Linked DNA regions of Mus musculus: region 2 is linked to region 1. Evidence: chromatin contacts called from public Hi-C data. All regions are on one chromosome and are shown on one strand. Each heading gives the region's core, a stretch centred on a gene start, on an enhancer-like site or on the middle of the called end of the contact. The rest is flanking DNA. Distances are from core to core; before and after follow the strand shown. Region 1 overlaps Disp1 (dispatched RND transporter family member 1). Region 2 overlaps Disp1 (dispatched RND transporter family member 1).

Region 1 (3,277 bases), core at 526-3,025:
GTGTAATAACACATGCAGTTAGAACACCTAACACTTGCGATCTTGATTTACATGTTTACAAAGATTTTTGAGAGGCTTCCTAAGTCGTTGAAGTTAAATTCTTGTACATTTTTTTTGGTCACCATTTTATACCAAGCCCCCTCACTGAAGCACCTCCCAAGTTGGGCTTCTTGTCTTTAGTGTTCCTCGTCTCAAGTTTATCCTGCCCAGGCCTATCAGCTCAGTCCTCCATAGCAGCTCCTCCATAGCAGCAGCTTCTACCAGAGCAGTTCTTGCTTTTGGAGCTTGAGCCGCTTCTTGTTCCCATCTCTTGATCTCTCCTCCGCGTTCAGGCTCTTGGTGGCTGTGTGCACGCACGCTGCTTCAGGAATGCCCAGGGCAGGAAGTGGGCAGCACTGCTTCCATGCCTTGCCTCCTGTCTCTCTTGGTAACACTTAGTTTAGGTGTAGTAAATATTAGGCTTAAATAGGATTAAGAATAGTTTTTAAATTCAATCTATTTTAAGTTCTTTGAAAGCTTCTTATCGGGGTAGAATGCTGCTTCTTTTAGTCTACATGGTAGTCTTAAAAAACTGAAACCATTCAAGGTAGTGGCCTTTCCTGATTCTCTTCCCATCCGTCCTGTGTCCTCTATGATAAACTAGTTTGGTTTGTTCCCTTCCCTCTTCATAAATGCATCTGTGCGTTTGTACGTGGTTCACATAACCAATGTATAACTTGCTGGACACTTAGCTTTGCCATGTAGCCCTTTCCATGTCAGTGTGTGTGTGTGTGTGTATTCTCTGCAGCGTCTCATGGCATGGGGCACAGCACCATTCATTTAGGCATCATCCTTGCTGCTAGATTGGCACTCACCCCTGACCTCAGTGAGCACCCTGCACACACACCCTCTTGTCTGCCTGGAACAGTTGCTGCTGAGACAGCTTTCCCCACTCCGCCTTCTGTCCTTTCTCAGCTAACAAGCACTGAGGCCTCAGTGTACAGCTGCTTTTCCAGGGCTGGGTGTGGGTTCTAGGCACGGCTTTCCTGCTCGTAACTAAGCGGCTTGAGACCTCTTTCTCCTTTGAATGAGTGGCTCGTGAGGTTCCTTACAGTCCTAAAGGCCTCATGCCAATTGGGCCCGTGGGAGTTATGCCATCCCTTTCACAGTACCGAGAATCACTCCAGGGTCTGTACACCCTCACCAAGTGTGCTGCCACCGAGTCCCACCCCTGGTCCCTGTCAGTTTTTATATTCAGCTATTAGCAAGTGTCACAGAAGCTAAAGGAAGAGCTCTGTCTGTTTCCTCATGAGTCGTCTGTATCACTTAACCATGCTTGATGGATTTCCAAAAGAACTACATTAACAGGAGTCGTTAATGATCAGTGAGTTTCAGAAAGCCGCTCCCATGCTAGCCCCCAAGTCTTGAGTAATGCAGGGACGTTTTCATGAAGTGTGGATAAACCCCTGCTCCTCCCACATATCTTCTGATCTCACTATTCTGATCTCACTATCCTCTTATGTATTAAGCATATGCTAAGTTTACTTTTTTAGTGTTTAGGAAGCATACAGTTTATCAGGTGCTCCTCAAATGTTAATCTCCACTCTGACTTTCTTCTCACCTCTTGGTTTATTTTGTGTCTCGTCTGTTCAGCTACTTCTGATATCAAGATAGACAACATCTTTAGCCTGCATCTCTTAAGCATTCAGAAAATGCACTACACACACGGTTGTGGTTCCTGTCTTCCCTCGAGTCCCTTGACACAGACCATAAACACTCCTCTGTGGTGCGTGAGGAATGCTCTGGAGTGCAGGCTTAGCTTGTCTCCGGGTATCTGTTTCATGCTCAGATGGAGCCTGTGTGCCAGGGATGATTCATGCAAATACTTAATGACGAAGGATGGTTTTGTTTTTGTTGGAAATCTTTGAAAGAGCGATCATCAAAGTGCAGACTCCTCATTTCAGATTCTTTCTGGGACACACGAGCACTTCCTGGGTATCCCCTGACAGTGATGCCACGGCACTGTGTGGTGCCACTGCTGAGACCCACCGTGCTGCTTGATGCCTTTCTGGCTTTGCTGTGGAGCCTACTGTAGAGCTCAGACACACCCAGAGCCCTCTTTTGTAGGTTTGGTCTTCTCACTTGCTGGGAGCTGGCTAGAATGTAGAAGGCTGAGCTGTCCCTGAGCTGCCTGCAGTGGCCATTCTGCACTTACCAGAGACACCCAGCTGGAGGCGGGTTTTCATATTGTATCTTCACTCCTTTGTCCTACGGTTCCTTCTTCCAAAAGTATGAAAAGTACATCAAGAGGAGCAAGCCTAAAGCCATTGCTTTCCTCGCCCTAGTCTCCTGTGAACTTTGCTGTTTCTCCACTTCTTTTGCTTGCCACCTTCTTTGAAAGCTCCAGTCACCTCCCTGCTCTCCCCACTGACTGGTTGCACCATGAGTGTGTAGTATGTTCACAGGCACTCACTGGCCATCAGAGGACAGGAACCGAGCTTTCTAGCACTGTTGCCCTTCCCTGGCTGAGGTGCTGATGACAGTTACTATTTATGGGTACTCTAGTTTGCAAGTGCTTTTAAAAGCCTGTTTGATGCTTTCTTGAGGAAAAGACTAGCACGCAGTGAGTCTGTGGCTAGGGAACTGTCAAGAACCACACCATAGTGCCCATAGTGTCCAAGTGCTATCTGTCCTGAGGCCTCTTTTCTCTGCAAGGAGAAGGCTAAGTCTAACTGAATCGGCTGAAGGCTGTTGTGTCTTGAGTTGAATGGTTTGACTGTCTGGAAGCAGGCATGATACCAAAAGGTGAATTAACCCTCCAAAAGATTGTGTGTGTGTGTGTGTGTGTGTGTGTGTGTGTGTGTGTGTCTGTCTGTCTGTCTGTCTGTCTGTTTAACCTGGCTGTTGATTAGCACTGGACACTGAAGGGCAGATGTGATGCTCTGATGGACATAGGGGACACTCTCAAAGTTAGACTTTCCCCGGGATCAGCTTGAGGAAGGAGGGGTAGAGAAAGCAGCCCTGAAGAGCGACGCTTTCAAGAGGTTTTACCTGTGTCGTGGGAGAATGTTTCTAACATCTGCTTGCCATGCCTGTTAGTACAGAAACTTCAAAAGAATCTAATGTTTCTCTAGGAGGGAGCATCTTTGTGGTAACCTCAGTCTTTCTTTTCAGCTGATGTTGGCAGTTTCTGCATATCTAAAGTAAAGTGAAGCCTGCACTTCCTCAGGGAGTGAAGGTCAGACATCCCCAACAGTTTCTCAGCTTAGAAACAGAAAGTGATGGAGAGGGGGAGGAA
Region 2 (3,277 bases), core at 565-3,064, 67 kb before region 1:
AGGTCGAGCTAGTGGGAACCCTTGCAAATAGCCTCTGTGCTCTGAGGGTCATCACCATCCATTCAGCACTCATTATCTTTCTGTTATATTAAGATACTCAAATTCTTTTGTCCTTTCCACCCTTAGCTCTAGACCCAGCCCTTTCTTTAAGGTGCCCTGGCTCCTTTTCATGGAAAATGGTATTTTAAAACCAGGATTTGCATGTTGGGTGTGATGTTGCTACTGACATGTCATTTGTTAGAGATTCCCCCCCAGTCTCATGTTTTCAGGAACCAAGCTAAGAAATGCATGCATGTGTGTGTGCATGAATTTTGTCCATATTAATTATATCAGTTAATTACATTGATTACTACAGCTCTATGCAATGCCCAGTACTCATTCTAGACTCTGTTTGCAACTAACTTCCTTCCTTCTTTCCTTCCTTCCTTTCTTCCTTCCTTTCTTTCTTTTTCTTTGTAGCTCTGGCTGTCCTGAAACTCACTCTGTAGACCAGGCTGGCCTCGAACTCAGAAATCTGCCTGACTCTGCCTCCCAAGTGCTGAGATTAAAGGCATGCGCCACCACTTCCGACTTGTTTGCAACTTTCTAACAGTGGAAAAGTCAGCTGTGTGGCATTATTTTCTGATCCCTGCTAGGACCCCTGCTTGGCATTGAGTGATAGGTTTGAATGAAGGAACTGATACAGTTACAGTGTTAGGTGCCCTCACTGCCTGCTCTGTGGTTGGGATGGAGTGGAAGTAGAATCTGCAGTTTTCACTTTGACTATATGCTATGCAACTATATTCTTGCTTTTTACTGTTTAGAGTATGGATCTGATAAATTATTCAATTGCTGTGAACTATTAGCATCTAGCTTTTTTTTTTCCAATAAGAAAAAGCCATAACTTAAAATAAAATTGCTCAGTTAGAAAAATAGCTCCTTTGTTTTAAAACTCCTTGGGTGTAGGCAGCAGTACTGAACAGATTTCAGCATTTCTAATTACAAAATTAGCTTGCAGACTTTGTCTGGCTCGTTTTTCACACCTGTCAGCTGTAGCAGTGTGAAGTATGTTCCTCACATGAGACCCTTGCTGTGCCTCCTGCTGCCTGAGAGAGCCTCCATCGCTGCTGTTACTGGGCTGCTAGAAACAAGCATGTGGGGGGAGCTTATGAGCTGGGGACCAGGAAGTTTTGATAACCTTAAGACTCATTTCCAAATTACATTATTAACTCTGTGCATAGTCTTGGGAAAACATTGGATCTCCTTCCCCTGTGCTCTCCATGTTACACAGTAGGTCTCCTTCCCTGTGCCCTCCATGTTACACAGTAGGTCTCTTTCCCTGTGCCCTCCATGTTACACAGTAGGTCTCCTTCCCTGTGCCCCCATGTTACACAGTAGGTTTCCTTCCCTGTGCCCTCCATGTTATACAGTAGGTCTCCTTCCCTGTGCCCCCATGTTACACAGTAGGTCTCCTTCCCCTCTACCCCCATGTTACACAGTAGGTCTCCTCCCCCTGTGCCCTCCATGTTATACAGTAGGTCTCCTTCCCCTCTATGCCCATGTTACACAGTAGGTCTCCTCCCCCTGTGCCCTCCATGTTATACAGTAGCCCCCTCACCCCCCACCCCCCGTGTCCTCCAGGTTGACAGTTGAGGACAGCCAAGTGTTGATGCCTTGGAAGGAACTTACTGTTTTGGTTTTTTTTCCCCCTCTGTCTTCAGAAAATGTGGTCTGTTTTTCCCTGATGTAATTAAAACTTCACTTTGTGCTCATAAGCTCATACTTTATTCTTAGAAGTGTGCTTTTGAAGTGGTCTTTACTGGTTTCAGTCTGGTTTATTTACCTCAGGTGTGCCAGTTGTCGTTGTGGTTTCTAGTACTAGTTCTGAAGGTGAGTTTCTCATACTATCAGGCAAGTAAGGAAGGCTGTTGCATGGCATAACTGGGAATTATTTTTGTTTAAAAGAAAATTTTCTTCACTGTGGCTTTTTTTTTAAACCCAGGAGGACATATTTGTTTTAGTCTTTTCTCTCCAATCTTATGAGGGAATGGATCTTTTAAAGCTGAATAGGAAGACCATAACCTTCTAAACATCTAGTCTTAAAGGCTTTTGTTGTTTAATAAACAAACAAACAAACAAACAAAAAAAAAAACAACCAAAAAAAAACCTGAGCTGGCAATTTATATAAATAGTCTTTTGTTTTAGAGTAAACTTGAGAGCCAAGTTCTTTGTACTCAAGCCTTTGAAGTGTAGACATTTGGAGCTAACTCTGCTCTATGGGACAAGGTGTTACTGTCATGCTGGACGTCCCCACTCCCTGTTTTGGTTTGTTTCTGTAAGCGCACATTGTTGAGACACTGGCTCTGTATTGCTGACTGACTCTCACACTCTGCCCTGACAGCACTATCTACTGGCTGTAGTTCCTAACCCTTCTTTGCACTTTTAGCCAGATACCATTCTGTTTTCACCCTTAACTCTGTCGCTGTCCCCGTTGGTTTACAACACAGGAGAGGGGTGGAAAGGCACTGCATTTGCTGTGGCCACCGAGGTTCAGGGTTGACCTCAGAGGGAGCTGTCTTTGTCAGTTAAAGTGAAAACCACTGTTCGTTCTGCATTTCCAGTCACAAGTGCAGCAGAGTATTTATTTTAAAGGTACAAAACAAACTTTATGTTTACTCAAATTCTGGAAGGCCAGGCTGAGTTAGAAAGCATCACGGGGCAGAGCCCTGTGTTGGCCTGCAATGGAAGAGGCCGGTTCTCATTTCACAGTTGTATCCCTAGGTAGAGCAGAGTTGGCACATAGTAGGAGTGCAGCAAAGGGCTGTGCAGCGAAGGAATGGATCTCAGGAGCTTTGGTGTGACTTTTCTTCTATTATTTTTTTTTAAATTAAAAATGGATTCTTCTTTCATACAATTGATTGTTCATTTCATAGATGCAGGAGCTTAATCAGGAGACGGACTCTCTGGGACAGTGGCAGAGGCCCAGAGTATTTTATATCCATTTATCACTTTCTGTATCTTTGAAAGGACTGATTCTCAAGCTATACAATAGTTGCAATTAAGTCAAACACAATAATGTGAAATTTTATATGTACTGCTACAGTGGCTTGACCATTTATAGTTGTTATTTGCATATTCATTGTCTGTAGTCAGGCAATTATCGTGTTCTCATGGAGGTACTTGAACAGTTGCTTTCGTGAGCTAATTTTGTTCCTTTTATGTTGGTCTTTTAAAACTTGCTGATAACTTCTCTGCTGAGGGCTACCATGACTTCATTTATTGGACAGAGTGTAGTGTC

What was found. Hi-C and Micro-C count contacts between places; a contact is called where the count stands out from the background.
Region 2: a contact with region 1 is called in a Hi-C map of double positive thymocytes, with 1.4 times the contacts expected there. The contact joins two enhancer-like sites. A contact is called at or near these places in 12 of 484 Hi-C or Micro-C datasets (CD4 T cells, the HL-1 cell line, Kupffer cells and 6 more) and 2 of 115 datasets of contacts at active chromatin or transcription factors (DN3 thymocytes and fibro-adipogenic progenitors).

The regions. Positions count from the first base shown.
Region 1 is chr1:183,112,374-183,115,650 of GRCm38.p6, reverse strand. All of the region lies in intron 4 of Disp1 (dispatched RND transporter family member 1), which reads left to right. Among named protein-coding and RNA genes, the nearest start is that of Gm33747, 48 kb to the right of the region's middle. Within about 2 kb of position 1,775, at least 83 of the 459 cell types and tissues checked have an H3K27ac peak or open chromatin away from gene starts, as enhancers often do. A contact at or near this core is called in Th2 cells and double positive thymocytes, where this site is marked.
Region 2 is chr1:183,178,983-183,182,259 of GRCm38.p6, reverse strand. All of the region lies in intron 2 of Disp1 (dispatched RND transporter family member 1), which reads left to right. Among named protein-coding and RNA genes, the nearest start is that of Disp1, 41 kb to the left of the region's middle. Within about 2 kb of position 1,814, at least 37 of the 459 cell types and tissues checked have an H3K27ac peak or open chromatin away from gene starts, as enhancers often do. A contact at or near this core is called in Th2 cells and double positive thymocytes, where this site is marked.